2 separate regions of the Sus scrofa genome follow, and region 1 is linked to region 2. The links are chromatin contacts, called in public Hi-C maps. All regions are on one chromosome and are shown on one strand. Each heading gives the region's core, a stretch centred on a gene start, on an enhancer-like site or on the middle of the called end of the contact. The rest is flanking DNA. Distances are from core to core; before and after follow the strand shown.

Region 1 (2,700 bases), core at 124-2,623, 300 kb after region 2:
TTTAAAAAAATCCTTCCAAGGTAAGAATATTATTAGTTTCTCCTCATTTCATAGATGAGGCAAATTGAAGCTCAGAAAGGTTAAGTAACTTATCCAAGATCTTAGAGCACGGTGGAATTACAATGAGGCCTAAGGCACGGTGGACTACAGTAAATACAATCCATTAGCTGCTCTGTGCTCTGAGTTTTCTTACAAAACAGAATTGATTTATATCATATCCTATTTCTTCATCATTCACTAAAATATTTGCTTTTAAAGGGCATGGACTATGCTTTTGTTACCTAAGTAATTAGCACTATTAGACATACAGAAAGTATTTTAAAATGTACCTCAGGGAGTTCCCTAGTAGTCTAGTGGTTAGGACTTAGTGCTTTCACCACTATGGCATGGATTCAGTCCTTGGTCTGGGAACTGAGATCCCATGTCAAGCCACTACACACTCTGGCCAAAAAAAAGTATGACAAATAAACAGTGTCAAAGATCACTGTACTGGAATGGAACCTGGATTCAGCTGCAAATTACAGCAGCAGGAAGGGTTTTATCTGAATTATGTACTGAGATGCAGTTCTATTAACTGCTTTTGTGAAAAAATTTCTATTGGTAACAGAACAATTTGCTGTTGGAACCCAGATGCCATTCTTCATTCTTCCTATTCTTATTTTGCGTAAAACAAAATTATCCCACAATTACAAACGGTCTTAAAAAAACAATGTCCTTGCATGCAAGAAAAATTGACTAGCATTTCAAAATTTTCAGATAGCCACACAGGCGTTGTCACTTGACCATATTTTTGGGGTTTGTAATGAAGTAGGACCCTGTGGGGCCTTGGGGGCACGTCTTTCCCCCCATATCCTCTGCTTTAGCTCCTCTCTGAAGTACCTAGATAACAGTATCTGATGCACATTTTCAGAGTTGTTTTACAGATGTGAAAACCTCCCACAAAACGCACGATGTTAACTACTTGATGACAATGAGCCCATGGCCCTCTAGCCTCCTGGAGCCTAAGGATTGATGTCAACCCGGAAGACACCACGCTGTTACTTCACCTTCAACCAGAGAGCTGTGCAGGAGCTGAACACACACCCTGCAACTCCCTTCCCTTACCTGGCTTTTAAAAATGCTTTGCCAAAACTCTTTACAGAGTTCCATGTTTTAGCAGCACGAGCCACCCTTCTCTTTGCATGGCCCTAAAATTAACTTTTCTCTGCTCCAAAATGATTTCTCTGTTTGACTTCACTATGCTTCCCGCGAACAAATTTGCATTCCCTAGCATTTTAAGGGAGAATGTGTAAATAAACTAACCTTAAAAGTGTCGCTGCTGAGAGAAGAATAAAAAAAGAATTCAAAGACCATAGTCTTAGAGAAAACTTCTGGATACTAAATTTTGATGAAGGTCAGCTGGTTCTTCAAAGGAAAAAGTAGGGCATTAATCCAAGGCGGTGTTAATTATTAACATGTGTGACTCTATCCTTGACCAGCTGTATGATGTTCCTCCAATTAACTCATGGGATTTTCCTCACGTGTAAACTTAGGACCAGATTGCACGGGCGCTTTTGTTTTCAACCTTCCTGTGAGGAAGCTCTTGGTGGACAGGGAACAGGAGAGCGATGCCCAGCTTTAGTCTTTAGTCTTTCCTTTCCAGCAAGCACAACCCGGAGCTGGAAGCCCCACGGAAACCACTACGCGCCTCCGCGCATTTCCCAGCTGCCTGAGGCGGAAGTCAACCCACTTCCGTCAGGGCCTCCAGCCCCTGGCAGGGCGATCGGCGCCCGAAGCGCACAGCATGTTGGGACTTGTAGTCATTTCTTTCGGGCGGCTGAGCGGGCGCGTATAACCTCAGGTTGACCTGGCATTCTGGGATATGTAGTCTCCAGTGGCTCGTTTGTGCAATAGGCACCGCTGCCAGAGGTGACACCATAGACTCCAGCGGATCACATGACTCCAGTCTAGAGCGTGGATCACACTGTAGCTCCCGCCCGGGCGAGTTTCGCCCCCGCGCGGCCGTTGCCGCGGAGACGGCGCATGTCTCCCCTCCCGTTGCCCCTCTGCAGTCCCCCCGCCCCTCTTCTCCCACCACAATGAGATCCTAAGATGGCGGTGGCTGCGGCGGTTGGCGCCGAGTAGCTGAAGTAGAAGAGGCGGCCATTGGGCCCTGAGCAGCCAGGGAACTTGGGGACTCTCCCTGGCTCGGACTCGAAGGGAAGACCGCTGCCGGTGGCGGGGCGTGGGAGCGACCGCTCCTCCGCTCTTGGCAGGAGCTTGTGCTTCGTTTACAGGTAATGCCTGCGCGTCCTCAGCCCTTGGCAACCGAGGGTAGCGCGGCTCTGGGCGGGAGAGCGACGGCCCTGACACGCTTGACCCTGGAGGGCCTGGGTCTGGGCTCCTGGGTCCTCTTGCTTCCAGTCTGCTGGGCAGGCAGCCCGCCCCTACTCCGGACGGACCGACGCAATCTCGGGGTACGCTTCTGGAGACGCAGTGGCGTTTTCGGAACTCCCTTCTAGCCTCCCCGCCCCTCTCTCTTTCTTGCCCGCGGAGGAGGCCGCCCTGCGCCTCGGGAGTTCCAGGAATGTCCGTTGCGAGGGGAGGAAACGGAGTAGGGGGCTGCGGTTTGATTGCCAGGGGCGGGGAGTCTAGTTTTTCATAGCCAGGGGCCTTCATCACTGCGCTTCTGCTCTCCCCTCTTCCCCCTAGATTCCATTC
Region 2 (2,700 bases), core at 39-2,538:
CGCCTCTGCCCTCCCTTAATTATTCTATTCCTTTTTTCCAACAGTTATTTTTTTCACCCATGATAGTCAAGTTCCCATCCTAGGGTGATGCTGGAGATGCGATGGTGACCGAGATGGACACAACCTCTCTTCCCACAGAGCTTTTAGTCTTGTGGGAAGACAGATTATTAGCTAAGCCAATTTAACGTATAGCTGTGTGAGTGCCTTGCTAGAAGGAGTACAGGATCTGGAAGGAGAAAACTCAAGCTAATACATGAGAGCTGGGAGTTAACCAGGAAACAAAGTGGGGAGGAGAGGAGTGTAAGAACATTCCAGAAGGAAGGAACAGCATGGGGGTCTTCCTCTGAGATGGAGTGGCTGTCACCCCTGGAGCACTGAGGGTGTGTGGGAGGGGGTGGGGTGGCTTGAGTCAGGGGAGGAGACAGGAGGTGACCAAGGAGAGCGGTTGCTGGAAGATGAGGGGCAGTCAGACCAGGGAGGGAGGGCCTGTTAGCCACACTGAGGAAGTCAGAGTAAAAAATCCAAGGGCAGTTGCGATACACTAAGAAAGTACAGAGGGCCACACACACAGCATGAGGGCTGTAACCCCTCACTGCCTTTAGGAAAAGGCAGCATCACTGCCAAGTCTCAGGTGGACCCACTCTCCATGCACCCCATGCCCACTTTCCACAAACAGGGGTCCACAGACCTCTCCCTGGACCTAACATGTCTTTGCAATGTGTATCTTTTAAATTTTTTGCTTTTATTTTGTTGATAATATAAAAAACATTAATGTAAGAATGTTCTGGAAGTTCCCATTGTGGCTCAGCAGTAACGAGCCTGACTAGGATGCATTAGGACTAGTGTTCAATTCCTGGCCTCACTCAGTGGGTTAGAGGATCCAAGCTGCCGTGAGTTGCAGACACGGCTTGGATCCCACCTTGCTGTAGCTGTGGTATAGGCTGGCATCTGCAGCTGCAATTGGACCTCTAGCCTGGGAACTTCCATATGTCTCAGATGTGGCCCTAAAAAAGACAAAAAAAAAAAAAAAAAAAAAAAGAGAGAGAGAGAATGTTTTGCACCAGTTTGCACCATGTGATCAACACCATCCATTTTCCTCTTCTCTGGAAACATTTTGTTTCTTCAATCTCATCATAACATACTCCCAGAAATTAGAGCAGAGGAATTCTTGGCACGAGATTGAGCCAAGGAAAAAGATAAGAAGTAACTTAGAATAAGTGTTCTGGATGGTGGCTCAAATATAAATCAGTGCCGGGTAAGAAGAGGGAGATGCTGGAGAGTGAAGCGAGCAAGTTGGCAGTGTCACAGCCGTGAAAACAAGCTGGCTGCTGTGCTCATAAAGAAGCCTGGGCTGCTCCCTGGAAAATCAGGTCCAGATATCGTCTTTCAGGATGTTTCTGGGGCCTCGGGTGGGATGTTAGTATTTTTCAGTCAAGAAATGTTAAGTTCAGAGGAGTGGGTGGAGCGCAGGAGATCTCTTTGATGGCTGGTTCCTCTGAAAACAATAAATAGCTTCTCAAAACAAGGGAGGGCAAATGGGTTTTCGTTTGGCTGCAGTTGGCAATGGCTTACTCCACCCACAGACACACAAAGGGAGGGTGGGCCGAGGAAGCAGACAACGGGCTCCAGGCCAGTCCAGTCCTGACTCCCAGAACCCCAGAGGAGGGGGTCCGGGGGACCTTTTAAAAGAACAGAGAAAGATGTTGAGAAGTGTTTATGATAGAATCTGCACAGACTTTGGTAAACATTGTCCGTCTTAACTTTGGTGTTGTACTGCGGAAGATACCCTTTTCTTTTTCCTTCACTTTTATTTTATTATTTTTTGTTTAGCAAACAAAATGTGATGTTTGTTTGGTAACCACCAAATTTACCATTTTAACCATTTTCAAGTGTGCAGTTCAGTGGCAGTGAGACATTTGTATTGTCATACAGGTGTTTTTAAAATTCAAACTCCGTTTCCTTCAAAGCTCATTTTACTTGATTTTCTGAGCCGGACGTACGAAGACGTTGAGTTCCATGAAAATCTTTGGTGCCCTCCCTTTGTTTTTGTACTTACCTGGAGGTGCCCTTGGGGCCCAATTTGCCGTGGGAAATTGAAAGTCTATGCTTCAGCCAGACTCTGATATTGACCTTCAAATGGATGTCACCCCCAGAAAACAATCAGGTTAAAAATAAATAATTTATCCCGCCCTGAAGGTAGAGCTTTCTCTTTCCAGACCCAATGGCACCAGCGCCAGAAGTGCCAACGTCTCCCAAGAGGTGAATTGGTGAGTGAGACAGGATGCAGGACGGGTGTTCTAGCTGTTCCCACAGCATTCAGGTTGCAGAAAAACACGGCCTGTTCCATTCAGGACGTGAGTTGTGGGAGAGGGAGAAATAATAGGAACAGCCCCATAGCTGTCAGGATAGAATGAGGTCATGCAAGTGAAGCATTGGCACATGCACTGAGACATCTCAATAAAGATGAGCTGTTTTTACTCACAAGACTGTACCCAAAGGAGGGAAATCACAAGAAAACAGCCAGGTTTGCAAGAAATTTTGTTTGTTTTTTGCCCAAGGCTGCAGCATGTGGAAATTCCGGGAACAGGAATGGAGCCCATGCCACGGCAGTGACAGTGCCAGATCCTTAACCTGCTGTGCCACCAAGGAACTCCAAAAATTTTATTATTTGTTTTGTTTTGTTTTGTTTTGTTTTGTTTT

What was found. A called contact is a pair of places that touch in the nucleus more often than the background predicts.
Region 1: a Hi-C map of skeletal muscle shows a contact between it and region 2, with 13 times the contacts expected there. The contact joins the promoter of FGL1 here to the enhancer-like site in region 2. A contact is called at or near these places in 21 of 47 Hi-C or Micro-C datasets (alveolar macrophages, brain, embryonic fibroblasts and 12 more) and 2 of 2 datasets of contacts at active chromatin or transcription factors (alveolar macrophages and skeletal muscle).

Annotation. Positions count from the first base shown.
Region 1 is chr17:5,595,061-5,597,760 of Sscrofa11.1, forward strand. It overlaps FGL1 (fibrinogen-like protein 1), which reads right to left and starts at 1,374. Exons shown (of 8, transcript XM_021077952.1): 1 at 1,303-1,374. It overlaps PCM1 (pericentriolar material 1 protein), which reads left to right and starts at 1,939. Exons shown (of 41, transcript XM_021077917.1): 1 at 1,939-2,276.
Region 2 is chr17:5,297,738-5,300,437 of Sscrofa11.1, forward strand. All of the region lies in intron 2 of PDGFRL (platelet-derived growth factor receptor-like protein), which reads left to right. Among named protein-coding and RNA genes, the nearest start is that of PDGFRL, 20 kb to the left of the region's middle. Within about 2 kb of position 1,289, at least 30 of the 83 cell types and tissues checked have an H3K27ac peak or open chromatin away from gene starts, as enhancers often do. A contact at or near this core is called in fetal skeletal muscle, retroperitoneal adipose tissue, skeletal muscle and 1 more, where this site is marked.